Linked DNA regions of Mus musculus: regions 1, 2 and 4 are each linked to region 3. The links are chromatin contacts, called in public Hi-C, Micro-C and promoter capture Hi-C maps. All regions are on one chromosome and are shown on one strand. Each heading gives the region's core, a stretch centred on a gene start, on an enhancer-like site or on the middle of the called end of the contact. The rest is flanking DNA. Distances are from core to core; before and after follow the strand shown.

Region 1 (5,696 bases), core at 1,878-4,377, 860 kb after region 3:
ATGCGAACACGTGCACACACGTGCCAGGCTGTGGAAGTCATGTAGACCGAACTCGGACTGCCAGATGTTCTCATCCACTGAACTGCCTGGATGCTGGAGAGTAAACTCAGGTCCTCCAGCATGCTAGGCACAGGCTCTCCTGTTGACCCTCATCTCGAGTCCATCTACCTTGTGTATGTGTGTGGCCTGGGATACGCATGATTCTCAGTTACTCTTAAAGAGTCACCCTAAAGCCAGGCAGGCTATAGTAACCTGTTTAAAAGCCAGGGTGGTGGCGCCCACCTTCAGTTCCAGGACTTTGGAAGCAGAGGTAGGTGGCTCTCTATAGCCAGCCAGAGATAATACGGCCTGTGTCAAAAATAAAATTAAACTATTAACAAGAAACTGGGATTAAAGGTATGAGTTATCAGGACTTGAGAGATGGCTCAGTGGTTAAGAGCACTGGCTGCTCTTCCAGAGATCCTGAGTTCAATTCTCAGCAACCACATGGTGGCTCACAACCATCTGTAATGGGATCCAATGTTCTCTTCTGGCAAATAGACATACATACAAATAGAGCACGCATACACAGAAAGAAAAAAGAAGCTGGGTGGTGGTGGCACATGCCTTTAATCCCAGCACTTGGGAGGCAGAGGCAGGCGAATTTCTGAGTTCAAGGCCAGCCTGGTCTACAAAGTGAGTTCCAGGACAGCCAGGGCTACACAGAGAAACCCTGTCTCTCGAAAAACCAAAAAAAAAAAAAAAAAAAAAAAAAAGAAAAAGAAAGAGAGAGAGAGAGAAAGAGAGGAAAGAAAGAAAGGAAGGAAGAAAGAAAAAGAAAGAAAGAAAGAAAGAGAGAAAGAAAGAAAAAAAATGTATGTGCTACCAAGCTAGGCCATTCCAACTGATTAAAAAAAAATTTTTTTTTAACTTTAACAGGGCTAGAGAAATGGCTGAGGTTAAGAGCACTCTTCTAGAGGACCCAGATTCAGTTCCCAGCACCCATATCATGGCTCATAACTGTCTATAACTCCAGTTCCAGGGGATCCCACACCTTTTTCTAGCTTCTGTGGGCACCAGGAACTCATGTGGTGCATAGACACACATGCAAGCAAAATACCCATATATAAACATATAGAATTTTAAGGACTGGAGAGATGGCTCAGAGGTTAAGGTTCTGAGTTCAATTTCCAGTAACCACATGGTGGCTCACAACCATCAGTAATGAGATCTGATGCCCTCTTCTGGTCTGCAGTCATACACGCAGGCAGAATGCTGTATACATAATAAATAAATCTTTTACTTGTGTATACGGGTATATTACTTGTGTGTGTATGGGCGTATTACTTGTGTGTACGGGTGTATTACTTGAGGAGACCAGAAGAGGCAATAGGATGTCCTAGAACAGGAGGTAAGGCTGTTCTGAGTCACCCAGTGGATGCTGCGAATCCAACCCAGGTGCTCTGGAGCAAGAAAAGAAAGAAAGAAAGAAAGAAAGAAAGAAAGAAAGAAAGACAGACAGACAGAGACAGAGACACAGAGACAGGCAAGCAGACCAAAGCTCTCATCTTTCTAGACCCACTTTTTTTTTTTTTGGAGACAAGGTCTTGCACTAACCCTGGAACCCAACAATTCAGCTGGTGGACTGGTCAGCTATCCAGACCCATGATCTTCCTGTCCCCTCACTCCTAGCACTGAGGTGACAGGTTTCTGTTGCTTTGCCTGGCTTTACCTTTGGATGCTACGGATCCAAAAAAAAAACAGGGTTCAGGCTGGAGGTAGCCTGGGCTGACATTCAACTCACTTTTTTTTTTTTTTTAAAGATTTATTTATTTATTATATGTAAGTACTGTCTTCAGACACACCAGAAGAGGGAGTCAGATCTCATTACGGATGGTTGTGAGCCACCATGTGGTTGCTGGGATTTGAACTCTGGACCTTCGGAAGAGCAGTCGGGTGCTCTTACCCACTGAGCCATCTCACCAGCCCTCAACTCACTTTTTATCCAAGGGTGGCCATAAACTCTTCATGTTCCTGCCTCCATTTCCTAAGTGTTACGACTCTGACTTTATGCAGTGCTGGGATGGAAGCAGGACTTCATGCATGCTAGACTAACAATCTATCACTAATACAGACCCAACTTCAACTTTTTAAAGTCCCTTTTATCAGAAGGTGACCAAAGGGCTGTAACCCAACAGCTCACCTGAGTGACATTCACATTCTGGTCCAGTGCGTACTGTATCAGCCCCGCAGCTGTATCGTGTGACAGGGAGTTGAGGTTGTACTTGACTCTGGTAAAGGACAGAGTTTAGTCCACACCATTGCAAAGGCAGGACGCAGCCTGCCTGTGTTGGTTGCTCTTCCCCCCACTCATGAAGGGACGCCTCACCGCCCAAGCATGCTGGTAGAGATCAGGTTTGGAGACAGGACGTCCAAAGCCCAACCCACAAAGTCTCCATCCTCCTCCATTTTCGCAAAGAGCCTCTCCCGCTCGTTCTCTGTCAAGGTCTTAGAGTCTGGGAAGAAAGTTAAAAGAAAAGGGGACAAGTGGTTGTTTCCCGATTCCGCTTTCCCCTCTGTATCTCTCCTGCCCCCCTGCACATACCCAGGAACCCAGAGTGCAGACATTCTGCACAGGCTCACCTGCCACTTTCAGGGCCTCCAGATCTGCCAAGCGAGACAGGGGGCAGTAACAGATGGCGTAGACCATGGGACCTTGGTAGGAAGAGGACAAGTCAAGAGTTCTGAGAGCAGGGTTCCCACCAGAGAGTACAGTACGTAAAAGCCACCTTGCGCCATCATCACCACGGCCCAAGGCCATCCCACTATCGCTTCCGGATCCCAAGGCCCAGCATGATCCTCACTCCGGTTTCCCTGAAAACTGCACCCCTTTCACCCACGCGCCTCCCAGCCCGCGGCCCTGGAAGCGCACCAAGCACAGGGCCTCGGCCCGCTTCATCCACGCCCAGAACGCACGGCTCCTTGAGACACACAGCAGGTACAGGAGAACTCAGACGACAACGACCCGTATTGTCCCTCTCCAGCTCGCTGAGATCCATGCTGCCTCTGCGACAGCCAACAATTGTAGAAAACAACACTGCAAGCGCAGGTCCCAGCGCGCGTTTTCCGCGAAAACTGCAGTGGCTCTTGATGCTGACCAATCGGCTCGCAGGATCCGCCCTCGATGCGCCCTCCGGCGTGGTCGTTTACGCACGCGCTGCTGTCGCCGCTGGTCTGCTCTTCTCTCCTGGGAATTGTAGTCTTTGAGGACTATCTCCAAGGGCGTGGTTTGTAATGGAGGGTGGGCAGGGTCACTTTGCAAGCTCCGCCCCGTTGCTGCTGGAGCCTGGCCCTCAGTGACTGGTACAGAGAGAAATAACGAGGAAATTAAGATGTAGTTAAGCAGATTGTTTGGTTTGTTTCTTTCGAGACAACTAATAAAGCCCGGCTGGTCAACCTTGAAGTCACTATGTAGCCTGGGATGACTTTCTATCCATAATCCTCCTACCTCCATTTCCTATGCTGGAATTACCAACCCTCACTCAACTGATATTTTTTGGAGGTTTACAAGATCAAATATCATTGCACAGGCGGAACACTGGTCTCACCGGGTCCCGGTCTCCTACTACCTCCATTCATGTTTGTAATGGCTATCTGTCTCTGTCTCTCTATTTGTTTGGGGGGTGGGGGCAGTGGGGGGAGAGTCTCACTGTGTCTCTCTAGCTGACCCAGAATTTGCTACATAAATTGGCCTTGAACTCACAGAGCTACACCCACCTTCCCTCCCCACCACGCTGCACAGAACCTCCGCTCCTAGTACTGAGTGTCCCAGATTCCACAAGGCTGAGGCCTTCTGACTCACATTTCCTGAAGTTAATGGCTCTCCAGGACACTGCTGCCTCTAGGACCTGTCCCTTATCATCTTTCTGAAAGAAAGCCTTCTGTACCACTGTGGGAGATGCCGGGCCCCAGCTGCTTCCTGTTTAGGCTCTGCACCCATCAGGCAGGTATCTTCCCTCCCTTCCCCCATCCCTCCTCTCTTCTGCTATCCCTTATTTTAGGAAGCTCCCATCTCCCGGACTCCTTAGCCACTCCGAGCACACTCTATTGTCTTCTTGGTCAATGAGACACACGCCCATCATTCCTCTATCACATGCTTCTGCTTGCCACCAAGTTTTTTTTTTGGGGGGGGGTTGTTTTGTTTTTTAAGACAGGGTCTCATGTAGCATTAAATAGCCTAAAATATTAAATTAAACATAGCCTTAAATATTATTAAATATCGCCTGGGTTGATCTTGAATTCTTGATTCTCCTGCCTCAGGAGTGCCTGAGTCACAGGCCTGAACCTCCAACAGGGCTTTCTCCTTCCAGCGTTTCCTGCTTTGTCCCATGGCTGTCGGAAAAGCTCCTGTGTCTGAAGTCAGGTGCCTGCTCCCCAGCCAACCTGAAGCTTCAGACTTTGGGCCCTAGTACTCACCTCAAACCAGCCACCACCTCAGTTCCTTCTCTTCCTGCTGTTTGTTTTTATTTTTCAAGACAGGGTTTATCTGTGAATCCTTGGCCGTCCTGGAACTCTGGGACTCATTCTGTAGATCAAGCTGGCCTCGAACCCAGAGATCTGCCTGTCTCTGCCTCCCAAGTGCTGGGATTAAAGGACCGCGCCCTCATGTTAAGTCCCTGCCCTAGATCTGCCAGCCAGTTCTGACTAGCATTGCCATGTCCCGTCTGTTGCTCACCTCTGCTCAGGGCCTCTAGTTGCAGTCCTTCAGGCTGCAAGATGAGCAATCCTGTTGCCGGCACGGCCTCATCTGTACCAGCTTCTCTCGGTCCATGAACACAGGGACTGGTGCCGTGCCCAACACCTGACGGCTGCGTTCCTGTCTGCCCAGGCTGCAGAAACAATGCCACTTTCCCCACGGGCCTAGGACTGAGTCTTCCAGTACTGGAGATGGAGGGTGGACATGAAAACCCAATTGGGGAGTGAACCACCATACAAAGGATTTGTCCAGGGAGGGACAAAGATAAGGAACCTAATAGTAACAACTGGTATTTTTAAGACTTTGCTGCCTCTGTGCAGTGACTTAGGAAGAGCAAACCACCCTTTCAGAAAGACAGCAGTAAGCTGCCTACAGTTGCAAACTGACACCTCTAATCTCCGCCAGCCAGCTCAGTTGGGAGTATTCACTCCCTGTCCTTCATACCCGACATCCATCCAAAGTTGACTCTTGTCTTCAGGGACTTAATCATGGGCCTACCCAGCAGGCCCAGTGCCACCTGACTAACAAGGCTGACAGATGTTAAGTTAAATGATATAATTGACATAATAAATGCACTTAAACCCCCTGGTGCTGAGCTAACTTGTAGCAACAAAGTAATTTTTATGCTCAGGAGAAGCGATATATATATATTTTTTAAGGTAGTGCTAAAGAGCCACTGACCTACAGTTTTACAAGACCCTTTCCTTTCCTTTCCTTTCCTTTCCTTTCCTTTCCTTTCCTTTCCTTTCCTTTCCTTTCTTTCCTTCCTTCCTTAAAAACAAAACAAAACAACAGAGCCTCATGTACCCCAAGCTGGCCTCCAAGTCCTTGGGTAGCCAAAGATGTCTTTGAATTTCAGGTCCCTACTCCTCCCAAATGCTAGGATTGTAGGTGTGTACGGGTACAGTGGATTATGCAGCGCTGGGGAAGGATCAAAACTTCGGACATGCTGGGCCAGTGC
Region 2 (6,406 bases), core at 1,000-3,499, 740 kb after region 3:
CACATTCTTGCCCTTGTAGTTAAAGATGACATGAACCTTCTTGGTGCCAGGACCGCAGATGTCCGGACCTATGTAGGAAGCATATGCAGGCTGATGGCAGGCTCTATCCTTTGAGAAAGGGAGACCTAACCTCATCTATTTGTGACTATATACCATGCATACACAGGAGCCTGCAGAGGTCTGAAGTGGGCACGGGAGTCACAGGACACTGTGTGAGTGCTGGGAACTGAGCTTGTGTTCTCTGAAACCACTGAATTCTATCTCCAGCTCTTATTTTATTTTTGACAGAGGAGACTGTTACATTTAACTGAAGCTGCCTTTAAAGTTCTGATCTACTTCAGTGGTCTGAATGCTGGAATTACACATATACACAGCCATCGCTATCCAGAAATAAAAACCTGTTTTGGTTGGGGTTTGTTTGTTTTTTTGAGACAGGTTCTCTATACAAAGTCCTAACTGTTCAGGAACAGTTATACATCTGACTTCAATGCATCCATTAAAGGCATAAAAGACTACAAATCTGAAACGATTACCATTCTGGGGCCAGCAAATGGCTCAGTGGTAAATTAGGTACTTGCCACTAAGCCTGACAATCCAAATTTGATCCTAGAACCCAGATGACAAAAGAGATTTCCAAAGTTGCCCTCTGACCTTCACACTAGCACACCCTTTCATACTTGAGTACAGAAGAAATATGCACATGCTCAGATTTTTCACTGATTTTTAGACCCTGTCATTAGCATCATTTCTAAAATTATTAACACGTAGAAAATATCATACAAATGAACAATATAAGTCTTCAAGTAATATTGTACACCAACTAATAAAGTTGTCCTTCAGGACAAAAATTTTCATCATTCAAGTGCTTTCCATGGTATGAAGATCAGCATTCTGGTTACAAAGGGTTTCAGTCTGCACCCACTGTCCAACCGGCAGAGGTCAGCACTGGCTGGGGGCCCCTCACCAAACATGATGTTATATTCTGAGTCTCCATGCATGTCCTTCTGGTCCAAACCACTCGGAAACAGCTTCACGTAGCCGCCCCCACAGTCGATATTCTGCTCATGCTTCACCGTGAACTGTACCACCAGTGTCTGGCCCTTATTGCTGAAGGGTTCGAATTTGGCGGACAGTGCGTAAAATCGGGCATCTTGGCTTGTCTGCAGCCCTGTGATGAAATGGGACTGTCATCAGGTGAACCCGGAATACCCTAGACCTAGAGGGGCACGGCTGACCTCCCTTCCTTCCTCCACCTGTCCTTGGCTCCCGTGTTCCTGGGAAAAGCCCCAACAAGATGTATGTGCTGACTACAGCTTCCTCCAGGAAGTTGTCCTGCACCCACTCCCTTGTACCTTTATCCTTCTCCAGGTCCCCGTAAAATTTGCCAGAACTGAGGACAAATTTGCCAAAATCGGACTTATGTTTGGATTCGACCCAGCGGTTGGTCCAGGCATCTGAAAGGGAAGGGCATAGAGTCAGATTAGCGGGGCCGTCCGACCCCCGCCCCCATAACCAACGTCTGTCAGGAGCTACAAGCAGGTGGGGGTGGGGAAGGGGATTCCCATCCCAACCTCAAACTTGACATCTCGATGGGCTTCAGGTCCTTGGACGAATCCTAACTCTGGGGGCGGGAAACGGCTGAGCCTTCCTAGTCCCACAAGGACGCACACATGGAACCGCCCGCGGCCCTAGTCCCTCTGGGGCCACAGTGTTGGCCCTCTGAACGGTAATTACATTACACACGACGAGGCAGCCGAGGTCTCGGGGCCCAGCAGTCGCTAAGCGGCCTCGAGACGGGCCCAGACCTTACCTCCGTCCAAGAACTGCTCTTTGAAATAGATGGCAGGGTCTGCGGCGGCCAGGCCGAGGAGGCCAAGCAGGAGCGGCACCGAAAGGAGCATGGCGGGCCGAGGGGGCGGCGGCACACAGGCCTTTTAAGACGATCTTCAGGCAGCGGCTCTGCGGTATTGACGGACGCGGCCACCGCCGCTTCAATTTATATTCACCTACCTCTCACCCGAACCTGACACAGCCGCTGAGCCCGCCCCTCGGTCCTTTTGACTGGTTTAGACCTACAGCTGTCCCTTTCCATTGCTTCCCAGTTGGCTCAGCAAGTTAGGCTGTGGCTCGGAACGCTGGGATCCCAGATGGCTGATTTCTATTGGTCGCACTATGGGCCAATGAGGGTCGACCACGCGTTGTGGGGGACGCCCCCTGGTGGGGTGGGGGCCGCTAGCCCACTCAGGCACGGTCACGTGACTGAACCTCAGCCCAACCCCGCCCTTGCTGCTGAGAGTCTCTGGCTCGCTAGGAGTCGTTTAAAGAATCCGCGCGAGCGGTACCAGGTGTTAACCGTGCGGTGCGGGACCGAGACGGGTCCTTAGCTTCGGCCCTTTCCCATCCTCTCTGGTCAGAGGGAAGAAGTAAGGATTATTTGCAACTTTCACGTTCCGTCTGTCCTGCACCTAGGGAACGCCCACCGATGGCGAGCGTTTCCTATTCAGGATAAGGTCAAGGGCCAGCCAGGATCCTGAGGTTTCGCTGCATTCTGGTTCCACAGTTGTTCAGGCCATAGAGAACGTACCAGCTTTCTCCTCTCGTCCCGTAGTTCCCTGCAGCCTGTGTGACATGATACAAGTCATTTCGCCTCCCTGAAATGTCAGAAGCCAACAGGGGTGACCCTGAGCTATCTTGACAGAAATGCTTTTAAACCTTTTAGGGCTGTCCACGGTTCAAGAGCAGGAAACACAGAAGTCTCAGGGGTGTGAGTGTAAGCGTGTTTTCTTGGGTGAGAAGTAGGGGTTTTTTGATTTTTGTTTTTTTTTTTTTTCTCTTTCTCTTAAGCTGGAGAATGAAAGGAGTCACTTCTTGTGGTCTCCCACAAACGACTTGGCTTTTGCAATAAACGGCAGAAGGCAAGGGGTGCCGTTTGAGGAGGAAAAAGGACACAGATGGCTATGGTGATAGTTCTAGTGAGATAAGCAGGACCCTTGGATCTGGAGTCCTCTGACTCAAATCATGTGACTCTGCCTGCTGCCTGGAGGAGGAAGAACAGTACCTGTAGGGGATGGGGGATGGGAGGTGTTTCCAAACTGAGGAATTGGGAACCCTGAAACAAGACTATGAACTGCGCAGAAGGAATCCTTACAAAAATGGCGTGCTTCCTTTGCAGTGAGAGGAACTCAGTCAAGCAATGACACTTGAGGTCAAGAAGCTGGGTCTCCACCCTGTCCCCCAGGCAGTGTACAGAACTCAGCATTGCTGGTGAAGGTCCCACTGGAGGACACCCAAGTTCAACATGATCTTGACAGACCTGTGACTGACCTGACCCTCCCTCCAGTCCTGTGCCACTGACACATATGCTTGATGCCTTCTGCTTTGTCCTAGTACCCAAGACGGTGAGTGAAGCAGGGGTCAAAAGTTCAGTTCTCAGCTGCATAGTGAGTTTGAGGCCAGCCTGGGTTAAATGATACACTGCTTTAACACAATGAAATAAAGGACAGGAGAGATTGGTTTGGAGCACTGGCTGCTCTTCTGAATGACCCCAGTCCTATTCCCAGCACACACACATGAAGGATCAAAACCAGGTAATTTGAGTTTCAGAGGGTCTGAAGCCCTATTCTGTGGGCACCAGATGTGTAAATAGTACAGAGACATACGTGCAGGCAAAACATCTATACAAATAAAATAAAAATTAAAAGCTTTAAAAAAAAAACAAACCCTGAATGTGGTAATGCACAACTGTAAACGCAGTATACTTCAGCAGGATAGCAGGCAGGAACATGAGAATCACACTTGACCAGCTTGCTTGCAATGCAGCAGGAGAAAAGAAGAGAGACCCTGTGTCAGATAAGGTGGACGGTGAGAGCCGGTGTCCTCTGACCTCCACACTATGTTGTGATGTGTAATGCAGGTACATGCACACAAACACTATATTCTCTTTTCTTTTTTTTTAAAGATTTATTTATTTATTATATGTAAGTACACTGTAGCTGTCTTCAGACACACCAGAAGAGGGCATTGGATCCCATTACAGATAGTTGTGAGCCACCATGTGGTTGCTGGGATTTGAACTCAGGATCTTCGGGAGAGCAGTCTATGATCTTAACCACTGAGCCATCTCTCCAACCCCTCACTTTTTTTTTCTTTTTCTTTTTCTTTTTCTTTTTTTAATTAAGAAAATCAGGTAGGGCTGATGAGATGGCTCAGCAGGTAAGAGCACTGACTGCTCTTCCGAAGGTCCTGAGTTCAAATCCCAACAACCATACGGTGGCACACAACCATCTGTAATGAGATCTAACGCCCTCCTCTGGTGTGTCAGAAGACAGCTACAGTGTACTTACGTATTATAATAAATAAATCTTTGGGCCTGAGCGAGCAGGGTTGACCAGAGTGAGTGAGGCCGACCTAAGCGAGCAGAGGTCCTAAATTCAATTCCCAACAACCACATGAAGGCTCACAACCATCTGTACAGCTACAGTGCACTCATATACATAAAACAAATAAATAAATCTTTGTAAAAAAAAAAATCAGGTATGGTAGCACATCTTTAATCACAGCATTGGGAGGGCCGGGGTTCTAGTGGATCTCTGTGAGTTCCAGGTCAGCCTGGTGTACTTACTGTAGTCTAGGTCTGCCAGACTTACACAGTGAAACCGTGTCACAAGAGAAAAAAAAATCATTGGGGGAAAACAAATTTTTGAAGCTGAGAGAAAGGGGCCTAAATTGATGAAACCTGAATACATGACTTAACTATAGGGTTGGAATTAGGAAGTGCTAGAAATAATGTGTAACAGGCTCAAATCATGTTTTGGAGTGTCTCAGAACTGGGGATGTATACCTCTGTGATAGAGCCCTTGTCTAGCAAAGCGTGAGGTTTGCGTTTCATCACTATACTGGAAAAAAGTCTGAAGCATGGTCCACTGTTAGATTGTTGTTACCAAATACTGTGTGCATCTGTTGACATGGTATTGCTTCTCACAACAAACCAGGTTCCTTTACACCCGTCAGGAAGACTGAGGGACAGGAATATTAAGTTGTTTATTTAATATTTAACCAATTTAATAAGCTAAGAGTGACATAAGAGGGCTGGTGAGATGGCTCAGTGGGTAAGAGCACCCGACTGCTCTTCCGAAGGTCCCGAGTTCAAATCCCAGCAACCACATGGTGGCTCACAACCATCCGTAACGAGATCTGACTCTGTCTTCTGGAGTGTCTGAAGACAGCTACAGTGTACTTACATATAATAAATAAATAAATCTTAAAAAAAAAAAAGAGTGACATAAGTGGAGCTGGAGAGATGGTTCAGGGGTTAAGAGCATTGGCCACTCTTCAGGAGACCTGAGTTCAAGTCCCAACACCTACATGGCAGCTCACAACTGTCTGTAACTCTGGTTCCAGAGGATCTGATACCCTTACACATGCAGACAAAACACCAATGCACATAAAAGTGATCTGCGTTGTTTTTATATTTTTGAGACAAGGGTCTTACTAAATTGCCAGGACTGGCTTGGAGCTCCTGGACTCATGTCTTGCCCTTTCAAAAGTTACTCTGTTTTTACTCTACTACTACCTAGCCATCTTCCCACTTTGAGACAGGGTCTTTGATACAGATATAGACCAGGCTGGCCTGGAACTTACTGAGATCTCCCTGCTTCTGCTGGGATTAAAGATGTGTACTATGAGGGTCAGCTTCTTTTCTTCTTGACTTCTTTTTAAATAGTTATTGTTATTTTACATATATGAATGCCTACATGTATATATGCATACCACATGCATGCCTAGTGCCCACAAAACAAGAAAGGGACATCAGATCCCCTGGAACCAGAGTTACCTGTGGTTATGTGGGTGCTGAGAGCCAAACCCCAATCCTCTGAAAGAGCAACAAGTGCTCTTAACCACGGATCCATTTTTCCAGCCCAAGCATATTTTTGGGGTTTGTTGTTGTTTGTTTTGTTTTTTTTTCGAGACAGGGTTTCTCTCTGTAGCCCTTGCTGTCCTGGAATTCACTTTGCAAACCAGGCTGGCCTCGAACTCAGAGGCCTGCCTCTGCCTCCCAAGTGCTGGGATTAAAGGTGTGTGCCACCACTGCCCGGCTACAAGCATATTTTTTAAATGAACCTACATTTTTAAGGTTCTTTTTTTTCATTTTATTTAGTTGTGTGTGTGTGTGTGTGTGTGCATCACAACATGTATGTGGAGGTCAGAAGGAATTTTGCCAGACTCAGTTCTCTCCATCCGTCTTGTGGGTCCATGGGATAGAATTCAGATTGTCAGTCTTGGCAAGAAGTACCTTTGTCCCAAGCCACAGCAGCCCTGACATTCGTTTATTCGTTCCTCCTACTGAAGCAGTCTTGGATAACATCTTTGGGCTGAGATTCTTTGCCATCCTTGACTACACAATTGC
Region 3 (6,267 bases), core at 1,489-3,988:
GGCCGAGCGGGTGCTAGGGGTAGCACACCCTCAGCCTCGGGCCCATGAAGGGGCTGCGAGCCCACCCTGCCGGCCCCACGCCACCCTGCCTGCCCCTAGTCTCACTTGAAACCAAACACGATGACCTTGGAAGCGTCGCTAGGCCACTCACACACAGTCAGGTACAGGTCACTGTAGATCTCCTCGTCCTGGAAGAGCCGCACCTGCCGGACCTAAGCGGCATGCTCCATCAGTGCGAGCCTAAGGAAGGGCTACACCAGAAGCACACTAGCTAGAAAAGAGCTCCCATTGCAAGTGGTCCAGACACTCTCTGGCCTGAGCCAGAGAGAGCCCTGCAAGCTGGAGGGACCCTGACTGAATACATTACCTCTATGCCCATGGGAACAGAAACTGAAGTCGCCCTACCAAGAGGCAGGGCTCCAGGAGGAATGCTAAAGCCACTGTGACAACCTGTGTGAATCTAAGAAATCTGCCTGCATCCTGGCCCAGGCCAAGGCTATCAGATGGGCTATATGTGATACCTAAGCCAAACGAAATCACCAGTTTGACCTAAAAATTCAGCAACTCTCCAAGGGTCGCCCCACTGGTACAGCACTGCCATTTACACACAGGACACAGGCTGACTGATACAGGAGCAGCTGAGGCCTGCTGTCTGAAGGGTCAGCCCAGTGCAGGGCCTAGTCCTACCAGCTTGAGCTTGCTGTGGACGTTGAACTCCCACCAGTAGAGGTGATATATGTAGAAGGAGAAGTCGTCATCCCCACTGCTGCTGGTGTAGGAGAGGACATAGCGGCCACACTTGGAAAATCCCAGGAAGATATGGCTGTGGGCAGAATGGGCAGATGAGGACACGCCCACAGCCCGACCTGCCACCACCCAGCCTAGCTTCAGCCTCACCCTGCATAGAGAAAATCCTCATCTACGATGTTCTTGAGGGACACGCAGACCCTGGGGGGCAGCTTCCGGAAAAGACGAGGTGAGAGCTGCCCACTGATCTGGGGAAGAGACAGCCAGGGCTCTTTAGCCAAGCAGCCTCCCAGCCTCCTTCCCAGAGGCCGAGGCTTCCCCAGGCCCACTGCTGGGGCAGATGGAGACACCAAAGCCAAGTGACCTTACAAAGCACCCCACCCCCACCAAGGACCCAGGTTACATCCCAGCCGTAGCCCCGTTTGGATCCAGAGTCCTCCCAGCCCTAGCCCTACGTCTCCCTGTGGAAGGATCCCTCACTGGGACAACTGACTCCTTCCTGAAAACTGACGCATGAGACTAGGATGTGGGGCCATGCATTTATCTGCCTGCTCCCAATTAGCCCACAAGGGGACCCATCTCTCTCTTGATAATGTAGTTACTGTGCAGACTACAACTCACAGTAGAGGCGAGGACAGCTTGCAGGAGTCTCTATGTCCTCTCACTGCGTGGCTCCTGGGGATCTCACACATTATTAGGTTTGGTGGCAAGAGCCTATACCTATAGAGCCTCCGAACCAAAAGCTCCCAGTATTCCCAATGCTCCAATCCATTATTAAGAAAACCCCTTTCTTAATTAACTGCCAATCAACTGTCACACCCTAAAACATCACCAAGGAAGGATCTGAGGAAACAGGCATAAAGCTGACCACTGGGGAGCTATTCTGGCCCGCCTTCAAAAGATAGCCATCTAGTGGGAAAGAAGGCCTGGCACCTTGCCCCTAGTTCATCTCGACCCATGAAGGGAATGGCTTTGTCAGACAAGCCTTCCTGAGAGGATATAACCCTTGCCCAGGGAGTGTCTAGGCTAAGGGCAGAGCCACAGCCTTGCTTAGGGAGCACCAGGAAAAAGCACAGTTCGCCCTTACCCAGTTCCCAACTTCCTGTGCACATAGACAATCTTGCTCCACAGCTGCCCACCTAACATTATTCACATCCCTGTCCTTTCAGGTGTCCTCTGACAAGGGAGACAGAGCCCTAAGTGGCTTCCACTTTGAGAAGACCTGGCCCTACTCTGGAAACATTCCTCCATTCAATGAGTGAGGCAGACCTAGGTACAAGCACTAGATATAGAGATGGTCAGAGCTTGGACAGACAGGGAGCATCCAACAGAGGCTGCCCATTGTCGGTAGCAGGGGCTCTTCAGGGGTTTGGGGGGGTAGCTCCAACAAGGGGCAGTGCTTTGAAAAATCGGTCTAAACCAAGGTCTCCCCTTCCTCCAGATTCCTCGGACAGCTTCTACAGTAACCCGCCCATCAGCCTCCATCCCCGGTCTTTCCTCCATGATTCTCCCCGGCCTCCGCCACCCAAGCCCCTTCCTTCTTCACTGATCTCGCCTAGCAGCCTTCATTCAAGGCCCCCTGCAGGTGACCCGCCTCACTGGCTGCACACAAGTCACCAACCTTCGCCAGCCCAGCCCGCGCCTCAGCACCAGCCTCCACACCGCCAAACCCATCCCCATCCCCACCGCCCGGCCCGCCCAGCCCCCTCCCGGCCCCGCCCCCCACCTCGCCGCGCCGCCCTCCCTCCGCCGCCTCCCGCGTCCCCTCCTCCTCACAACCGGGCGCGCTCGCCTCAGACGCCAGGCCTCACCTTGACTCGCTCCAGCTGCTTGAGAACGTGTTCCCGCCGCCGCCCCACCGCCCGCTTCCCCCCGGTCCCCCCAGGGCCTCCGCCGGCGCTCCCGGCCCCGCTGTTCCGCTCCGATTTCGAGCTGGGCGCCATTTTCACCCCCTCCCTCCACTTCCGGAGCAACCGGTCCCTTAGCCCCGCCCCTGGCACTTTCTGATTGGCCTTTTCTCCTTACTGCGGCCGGCCGGTTGGGTGACAGCCGGCATTCCTTGTCGCTTCCCGCTACGCTTGTCCATCAAAGCTATCTTGGTTTTTGGTTGGTAAAGATGGTAACAGCTCCCGCCTTATTCCCGCCCTTCATTAAAGATAAACCACTCAGAAACCACTTTGGCGCTCCTCGGCCAAAAAACTTCAACTGAATAGGCGAAGATTTCTGTCAGGCTTGACATTGTCACGCCCCTGAGTGGGTTTCCGTGGAAACCACTGGCCGTCCAGCGGCCTGTGGGCGGGGCTATGGGAACCTGTGGTCCATAAGGGCCAGAATCTCCAGCCCTGGCTCTGGCTCAGGCTGGGAGGGCCGAGGCCTGAGGAGCATCCCTGGGCAGCTAGGGAGGAGACCAGGAAAAGGCGGTGGGGAAAAAAATGGCTCGTTTTAAAACATCTTCCAGGCCGGGCGTGATGGTTCACGCCTTTCCAGCACTTACGAGGCAGAGGCAAGTGGATCTCTTTGAGTTTGAGGCCAGCCTGAGTGAGTTCTAGGATAGCCAGGGCTACACAGAGAGACTCTTGTCTCAGAAAAACAAACAAAGAAACAAAACAAAGCATCTTCCGGACGACGATGACGATGATAGCATCAGACAGATATCATGCTGTTTTTAAAAAAATTAATTTCCATGGGTCAGGCGTGGTTCTGAGTTTGCACCTCCTGTGGAAGGCCTGTTAAGCCTATCATACTAATTAATAATGGTAATAAATATTACGGGACATGACAGCTTCATGCACCAGTTTTGCCTACATTCACTCAATCTCTGCAATGGTCCTTTATTTTACACGTGGAACAGGCATAAAGTGAACTCCCCTGAAGACATGGCACTTGTGTACCCAGACTGCTGGCTGCTCTTTTTACAGCCACATTCGGTTTATTGAGAACCCAGCTAACAGGACAGGTCATAAACAAGGAAATGAGTACCTGTCCTTGAATTCCAGGTATGGGTAGAAAGGCAGTTGGATGCAAAGTAGCTTTGTGAAGCGGGGGAGGAGGAATATTCCAGCAAAGACAAAGGTTTCTGGAGAGGTTCAAGACTAACCTGCCATGATGTATGGATTAGTGATGGGGACACTGCTGAGAGACTTACTAGGTGATCTCTTCTTTATGCAAAGACTGGAGGGCTCACTAGCAGCCCCCCTCCCCCCAGCATGAGGAGAAAATATGACCATGCATGTGCAGACCCAGCCTCAGCTGAATCATAGACTAGTGGACCCAGAGCAGGAGGGAAAGGAAGAGCAAGGAGGCAGTGTGTGTGTGTGTGTGTGTGTGTGTGTGTGTGTGTGTGTGTGTGTGTGTGTTTGTGTGTATGTGTGTGCGCGCGCACAGTGTACAGATGAGATTTTGCCCATGAAAGTGTATGAAAAGACAAGAGGTCAAAAATGGTCTTCTCACTCTCCACCTTAATTTAGGGATGAGTTGTTTGTTTGGTTGGTTGGTTGGTTTTGGTTTTGGTTTTGGTTTTGGTTTTGGTTTCTTAGGGCCTCACTGTATAGCCTTGGCTGACCTGGAGCTTGCTATGTAGACCAGGCTGGCCTCAAACTCAGAGGAAACCACTGCCTCCTGAGTCTTTCACTGAGCCTGGAGTTTGTGATTTCTGTTAAGAAGCAAGATCCACCCAAGGCTGCTGTAGTGGGGAAGGAAACTTTAAGGAGAAACCTGTTTTACTGCCCCTCCTCATCTTCAGAACTTCTACTACAGACACTCCTTCCTCTAGGAGGAGGGGCTTACTTGCTCCCTGGTATGGGCACTTAAATTAGTGTCTTTATAGAATGAGGGGAGCTGGGCATGCGTGGTGCTGCCTACCTTTAATTCCAGTACTAGGGAGGGGCAGAAGGTCTGTGAGTTCTAGGCCAGCCTGGTCTATATAGAGAGTCCCAGGCCTACCAGGGTTATGTAGTGAGACTGTGTCAATCAGTCGATCAATAGCAAACAAAACAGAAAGTAAACGGAGGGCAGTAGAAGTGATCTGGCAGATAGCTCCTTAACCAAAAAGCAAAGTATGACTGTCAGCTGTGGGCCATGTTGCTCTCATGACACATAATAGGTCTGAGGAAAAACACCTTTTTGGTTTTTTTTCTTTCTTTTTAGTTTCTGTTACTGTTGGTGTGTGTGTGTGTGTGTGTGTGTGTGTGTGTGTGTGTGTGTGTGTGTGTGTGCATGCGTGTGCGTGCGTGCATGCGTGTGCGTGCGTGCAAGGACATTATGGCATGCTTCTGGAAGTCAGAAAGCAGCATTTATGATTGAGTCTCTCCTGTCTTGGATTCCTAGGTCTTTTATTTTGTTTATTTATTTTATTTTACTTTTATTTTCGAAACAGGTTCTCTCTACATAGCTCCGGCTGTCCTGGAATTCACCATGTAGACCAGGCTGGCCTCGAACTCAAAGATCTGCCTGCCTCTGCCTCCTGAGTGCTAGGAGTAAAGATGCTCACCACCACGCCCAGCCAACCGCGCCCAGCCAACTCCTAGAATTATGTTCTCTTGTTAGGCTTGTATGACAAGTGCTCCTTAGCTTGCTTGCTTTTATTTATTTGTTTGTTTGTTTATTTATTTATTTATTTATTTATTTATTTTGAAGATCTTACTATGTAGCCTTACTGCTCTGGAAATTTCTATGTAGACCAGGTTGACTTGAACTTACAGAGATCCACTGGCCCCTGTCTCCCAAGTGCTAGGATTAAAGCTAACCACCATCATATACAGGCCCCTTCTTTAACTTAATCTAATTTTCCTTAGAAAGGGTCTTGCTGTGTAAGGCTGGCCTTCAACTCTGGATCTTCCTGCCTTGGCCACTCCAATGCTAGAATGACAGAAACAAGCTACTACACATGGTTTCTAAGAATAATGTACCCTCTGATATCATCCCTAAATTTTATAATCTAACCCTGAGAACACACCAAATATTTGTCCCTTATTCAAGGACATTCTATATAAGACAATAGATGAAAAATGAGCAGAGGCTAGATATGGTGGCACAGGCCTGGAATCCCAGCATTTAAGAGGAACTGAGGAGAGGTCTCAGTGCTTCAGAGTATTTACTGTTTCTGTGAAGGTCCTAAGTTCAATTCCCAGTATCCACTGCCCATAACTTCAGCTGGAGGTCAAAGGGATTGGGGGGAATCTAGTGCCCTCTTCTGGCCTGTGTGGGCACCTGCACTCACAAGCACATACACACACACACACAGAGAGAGAGAGAGAGAGGTAATTAAAAATAACTCAGTGTTTTTATTTTAAAAAAGAAACCAAGTGGGACAACGGTAGTACAACTTAATCCTAGCACTTAGGAGGCAGAGGCAGGTGAGGCCAGATGGTCTGCAGATGGAGTTCCAGAACAGCCAGGGCTACAGAGATAGACTCTGTCTCAAAAGAAGAAGAAGAAGAAGAAGAAGAAGAAGAAGAAGAAGAAGAAGAAGAAGAAGAAGAAGAAGAAGAAGAAGAAGAAGAAGAAGAAGAAGAAGAAGAA
Region 4 (5,865 bases), core at 53-2,552, 720 kb after region 3:
TCAGTGGGAAGAGCTTGCCTCACACGCATGAAGCCCTAGGTTCTGTAAACCAGGTGCGGCTGCACACAGAAGGTGAGGTCAGGGGTGGGATCTTCTGTCGTTGCTGTCTTCCTTTGTTTGTGTTGGTTTTCCAGACAAAGATTCTCTGTGCCACCCTGGCTGCCCTGGAACTCACTCGGTGGACCAGGCTAAGAGAAGTGGAATTATTTATTTATTTATTTTTGGTTTTTCGAGACAGGGTTTCTCTGTAGCCCTGGCTGTCCTGAAACTCACTTTGTAGACCAGGCTGGCCTTGAACTCAGAAATCCGCCTGCCTCTGCCTCCCAAGTGCTTGGATTAAAAGCATGTGCCACCACTGCTAGGTAATGGCACATATCTGTGGGCACATGAGTATGTGTGTATGCAGAGGAGTGCTGGGATTAAAGGCATGTGCGAGAAGTGGAATCTTAAAATCCTTTTTAGCTACATAGTTTCAGCCCTGAGAGCACTTTAGTTACATAGAAGTCAGGGTGGGCTGCAGGAATTCCTGTCTCAAAAACAAAACAAACAAAAACAAACAAAAAAAAACAACAAAGAAAAAAATCAGACTTGAGAAATGAAAACAAAGGCAACCACAGTGGCAGAAGTGGAAAACCACTTGCCCTGTTTGATAAGGAAGAAACCTAAAGTTTATAGGCACTTAGCTTCAGGACTTGAGACTTAATTGCAAATCTGCCTGGCCATAGGACCTGTGCTCTGAACACTGCTGAGAGTGCCCCCCACTACTGCTACCACCACAGACCCCATCATTACCAAAGATGACACCACCACCACCACCATGGACACAACCACCACCACTACAGACTCACCTGAACAAAGGACAGAGCTTTACAAGTCTCCTGAAGCACTTCTTGAGGAGCCAAGGGCAAAGGCACACCAGCAGCTACTCTCTGCCCTCCTCCCTGCAGCTCACCTGTCCCCTGCTGTTTGTTCTGCAGGCCCAGGAAGGCCTCCCAGCTACCCAGGGCAGAGATGGGCACCAGGGGATCCAGAGTCCAGCTCTGATTGATAGCAGTCCCGGACTGAACAGGGGTCGCTGGGGCCCCAGGCCTCCCTGAGCCTGTGGGTAGCCAGGCCCCACTGAACAGACCCAGCAGCGTGGTGAACTGGCTACGGAACATCACTTGGCTGTGCAGTCGTTTGTCTGTTTGTCTTAAAATGGGCTCAGGGTCCTTCGCAGTGGGCCCTGCTGTCTAGTGTGTGGAGTGCGGGCCCTCAGAGGTCTGCTTTTTATCACTGTTCCCTGGAGAGCAGCTTGAGAGTTGTTTTCTGGGAGCTCACAGCAGGGAAGGAAGGGAAGCTGACCTGGCCAATCCCACAGCTCCTCCCAGCCTGCTGAGAGTCCCTGGGGGGGCTGAGCCTGCTCCATGGGGACCATGAGAATCAAGGTAGGCAGGCCCAGGGGACAGCAGCTAAGGGGTCTTTTGAACCCTCAGACCCCTATTCATCCACTTAGTGACATCACACCCTTCGGTGCTGCCCTGAAGTTTCTTGGCTGTGCACCTTCATGCAAGGTCATTAACCACCTTGGGCTTCATCCCTTCTCTGTAACAGGATACTGGCAACAGCATCAGATACAACCTCAGAGGTTGTGTTGAGGACTCAGAGAGACCTGAAACACACATACTCATGCTCATTTGTCTCATGAACCCATAACTTTTTCCCCCTGTTCTGAGGAAGAAACCTTTATGAATTATAAACAGCTCTGCAGCACTCCTGTACCCAAACGACAATGAATTAACCTGACTGCTACTACTGTATTACTGGGTGGGGTGGAGACAAGACCTCTGTATTATGTAGCTCAGATTGGCCATTATCTTGAGCTTCATCCACTTCAGTCTCCTGAGTACAGAGACTGCAGGTATGGGCCACAACTCCCATATCTGTCATCCCAGCACATAAAAAGCACCGGCAGGAGGATCCAGAGTTTAAGGGCAGCCTTGGCTAAAGAGCGATCTTGTTCCAAAGGAAAAATAAAACAATAGGATGAAATGAATTTCAGAGGGATCAAGGTACCGGTTTCTGATACCTGGGCCGTCAGGGAAGACCCCCCCCCACCCCCACCCCCAAGAAGGTGACACTTTTGCAGAGACCTGAGATGCTGATACAAGCGATGGGAACAGAGTGGTGGGAAGTACACAGAAGACGTGAGATTGCATCCCAGACTTTGGGTTCTCAAGGCGCCTGTGGGGGTCGGACACGGCCCTTGTCGGTGCATCTCACACCCAGGTGAGGAGGAGCAAGGCATGGCGGCAGGAGCGTGAGAAGCTGCTGCCTGGGTCCTTCCCGCGGCGCGCTCGCCATCTAGCGGCCGCTACACCCTGGGACACTAGCTTCCAGCCTGCTGTTCCTCAAACATCCTTTCTGAAGAACCTCCAGCCAACTCCAGTCCTATACCGACAAAGGCTGCAGCCCAAGCATTGCAGCGGCCTTGACGTTTTCTCTGCCAGAATCCCCCACTTCTCACTTCCACCTCACTTCTTTTTGGATGAGCGCACTCACCTCACCTCCCACTTTCTCCTTTGCTCCACGTGGCTGCCAGGAGACACCTGAGAGCACTTCAGTCAGGTCAAGGCCCTTGGCTTACATCCCTCCAAGGTGCCCATCTCCCTTCTGGAGCAGGCTAAAGACCTTTCCAAATCCCACCAAATCCTGCACGGGGATCTCTCCATCATTTTCTCAACCTCGCCTACCCATCCTTGCCCCTGTTTCTCACTCTAGCCAGAGTTTCACAGAAATTTCCAAACTTCTCAGGCAGAGTCCCACAATACCTTGCAGCCACACAGAGAGCCTTCTGTACCCACAAATAGTGATTTCAAGGATTCAACCAACTCCAATCTGAGGACTTGGTAACCAAGTGAGGCTATCTAATGCAAGTGTTTAAACATACCTGGCACATTAGGTTTCTGCGATATACACACACACACACACACACACACACACACACACACATATATACACATATATATTTAAGTTTTAGTTTTTTAAGACAGGGTCTCCTCACAACCATCACAAACAGCTGTAATGGGATCCAGTGTCCTCTTCTGGTGTGTCTGAAGACAGTGACAGTGTACTTACATATATAAAATAATAAATCTTTTTAAAAATAAAAAAAAAAAAGACAGGGTCTCTTTATGTAGACATAGCTGCATATTTGACTTTTACAAGCTGGCCAGCACTTGGGAGGCAGAGACAGGTAGATCTCTCTGAGTTCAAGGCCAGCCTGGCTCCAGGGCAGCCAGGGATAAGCAGCGAAACCTTGTCTCAAGAACATAAAAATAAATAAAAAATATTTGAATTTCCCAGAAAAGCATGTTTATGGACATGCATTTGAAGCTTTCAGTACTCTGTGGTACGAGGCTGACATTTACGGTAAGCAGCCAACCAAACAACAACCAAAGACTGAGCTTCAAGGTCTAAAGCAATCCTTGAGGATTCACTTTTATTATGTTGCAAGTGTGTCTGCCACATGGATACAGTTTATCTCGAAGGCCAGAGAAGGTCCCTGTACCCCCAGGCTGAAGGTACATGTGCTCATGAGACTTTCTTTCTTTCTTTCTTTTTTTTTTTTTTTTGGTTTTCCGAGACAGGGTTTCTCTGTGTAGCCCTGGCTGTCCTGGAACTCACTCTGTAAACCAGGCTGGCCTCGAACTCAGAAATCTGCCTGCCTCTGCCTCCTGAGTGCTGGGATTAAAGGCGTGTGCCACCACGCCCGGCTCATGAGACTTTCTACGTGGGAGCCGGGGACTGAACTCTGGAAGAACCAGTGAGCTATCTCTGCAGCCCAGCTTTATTTCTGTCCTGTGCAACACTGGCAGAATTACTATCCAACAGATCAGTGAGGTGGGTTCCATCTATTTGATTACTTCCTCGCATTTGACTGTGGGAAAAATTCAAAGGAGCTTTTTTTTTCTTTTCTTTTCCATTAAAAACCGCGCATTTGCTGATCGTGGTTGCAGACACCTCTCAGCCCACACTCAGAGGCACCGGCTGACAGAGCTCTGTGAGTCTGAAGCAAACTCTACATAAGCAAGTTCTCTGCCAGCCAGGGCTACATAGTGAGAGTCTGCTTGTCACCCCCAGAGAGAAAGAGGGAGGGAGGGAGGGAGGGAGGAAAAAGAAAGATATTTTTTTACTAGATACTGTGGTGCAGGTCTGTAATTGAAACACTCTAGTGGCTGAGGCAGGAAGACTTCAAGGTTGAGGTTAATGTGTGCTGCTATTCTCAAGACGGTGTTTACATGGGGGCGGGGTGGGGCTGAGGAAGTGGCTGGAGGGGCCTGCCACTGCTTTAGATAAATTTGGGAGCTCTAGTTTCAGTGAGCCGCCCAACCTCAAAACTAAGATGGAGGAAGTCAGGTGTGGTAGTGAGTGCCTTTAATTCCAGCACTCAGGGGACAGAGGCAGGTGGTCTGGGCTAAATATCCAGTTCCAGAACACCCGAAACTACTGTGTCAGTCAGGGCTTCTATGCCTGCACAGACATCACGACCAAGAAACAAGTTGGGGAGGAAAGGGTTTATTCAGCTTATACTTCCATACTGCTGTTCATCACCAAAGGGTCAGGACTGGAACTCAAGCAGGTCAGGAAGCAGGAGCTGATGCAGAGGCCATGGAGGGATGTTCTTTACTAGCTTGCTTCCCCCTGGGTTGCTCGGCTTGCTTTCTTATAGAACCAAGACTACCAGCCCTGAGATGGCACCACCCACAATGGGCTGGGCCCTCCCACCTTGATCACTAATTGAGAAAATGCCTTACAGCTGGATCTCGTGAAGGCATTTCCCCAACTCAGGTGCCTTTCTCTGTGAGAACTCCAGCCAGGGTGAAGAAGACACACAAAACCAGCCAGTACAACTACATAGAAAGACCCCGTCCTCAAAATACGAACAAAATGAGACAAAGGAGCTGGGCGTGGTGGCGCATGCCTTTAATCCCAGCACTTGGGAGGCAGAGGCAGGCGGATTTCTGAGTTCGAGGCCAGCCTGGTCTACAGAGTGAGTTCCAGGACAGCTAGGGCTACACAGAGAAACCCTGTCTTGAAAAACCAAAAAAAAAAAAAAAAAAAAAAAAGAGAGAGAGAGAGAGACAAAGGGAGCTAGAGATATGACATAGAGAGCACGTGTTGGTCTTACAGAGAACCAGGGTTCAGTTCCCAGAACCTATGTGGTGGCTCTGAACCATCCCTAACTCCCACACCCTTTTTGGACATTTTAAGGCACCAGGCACAAGCATGGGACACATATATACCATATATACACACACTTGTACACATAAAATAAGTCTTAAAAATAATAATTTAAGTCAGACAGTGGTAGTGCATGCCTTTAGTCCCAATACTCTGGAAACAGAGACAGGTGGACCTTAAAGTTCGAGGCCAGCTTTGACTATATAGTGAGTTCCAGGACAGCTAGGGCTACATAGAAAAACCTTTTCAAAATACCCTGAAATAATAATGATGATGATGATGATGATAATTTATTATTATTATTTTAAAGATTTACTTATTTTTATTTATATGAGCACACTGCAGCTGTCTTCAGACACACACCAGAAGAGTGCATTGTTACAGATGGTTGTGAGCCACCATATGATTGCTGGGAACTGAACTCAGGACCTTTGGAAGAGCAGTCAGTGCTCTTAACCACTGAGCCATCTCTCCAGCCCCAAGTTATTATTATTATTATTATTGTTATTATTATTACTATTAAAAAGATGTATGGCAATAGAGAAAAACACCTAACAACAACCTCTGGCCCATGGGGACACTCACATACACAAAAAGACCAAGACATGGCCTCCACATACATGAACACATATACCCCCATAA

The links. Hi-C and Micro-C count contacts between places; a contact is called where the count stands out from the background. Capture Hi-C pulls out chosen DNA fragments and counts their contacts.
Region 1: a contact with region 3 is called in a Hi-C map of muscle stem cells, with 4 times the contacts expected there. The contact joins the promoter of Rnaseh2a here to the promoter of Dcaf15 in region 3. A contact is called at or near these places in 1 of 484 Hi-C or Micro-C datasets (muscle stem cells), 1 of 115 datasets of contacts at active chromatin or transcription factors (bone marrow-derived macrophages) and 2 of 9 other capture datasets (adipose tissue and pancreatic islet).
Region 2: a promoter capture Hi-C map of liver shows a contact between it and region 3. The contact joins the promoter of 1700122E12Rik here to the promoter of Dcaf15 in region 3. A contact is called at or near these places in 11 of 39 promoter capture datasets (the 3T3-L1 cell line, the HPC-7 cell line, cranial neural crest and 6 more), 5 of 115 datasets of contacts at active chromatin or transcription factors (astrocytes, bone marrow-derived macrophages, embryonic limb bud and 2 more) and 2 of 9 other capture datasets (adipose tissue and liver).
Region 4: a contact with region 3 is called in a Micro-C map of palatal mesenchyme, with 2.0 times the contacts expected there. The contact joins the promoter of Dand5 here to the promoter of Dcaf15 in region 3.

Annotation. Positions count from the first base shown.
Region 1 is chr8:84,962,949-84,968,644 of GRCm38.p6, forward strand. Rnaseh2a (ribonuclease H2, large subunit) reads right to left here and starts at 3,128. Exons shown (of 8, transcript NM_027187.4): 1 at 2,912-3,128; 2 at 2,623-2,694; 3 at 2,369-2,495; 4 at 2,183-2,270. The coding sequence starts at 3,038.
Region 2 is chr8:84,844,898-84,851,303 of GRCm38.p6, forward strand. 1700122E12Rik (a long non-coding RNA gene) reads left to right here and starts at 2,250. Exons shown (of 3, transcript XR_106144.5): 1 at 2,250-2,423; 2 at 3,173-3,398. Calr (calreticulin) reads right to left here and starts at 2,034. Exons shown (of 9, transcript NM_007591.3): 1 at 1,811-2,034; 2 at 1,353-1,454; 3 at 965-1,168; 4 at 1-68. The coding sequence starts at 1,901.
Region 3 is chr8:84,102,059-84,108,325 of GRCm38.p6, forward strand. Dcaf15 (DDB1 and CUL4 associated factor 15) reads right to left here and starts at 2,739. Exons shown (of 13, transcript NM_001357322.1): 1 at 2,559-2,739; 2 at 898-995; 3 at 688-823; 4 at 106-212; 5 at 1-13. The coding sequence starts at 2,690.
Region 4 is chr8:84,821,521-84,827,385 of GRCm38.p6, forward strand. It overlaps Dand5 (DAN domain family member 5, BMP antagonist), which reads right to left and starts at 1,303. Exons shown (of 2, transcript NM_201227.3): 1 at 849-1,303. The coding sequence starts at 1,160.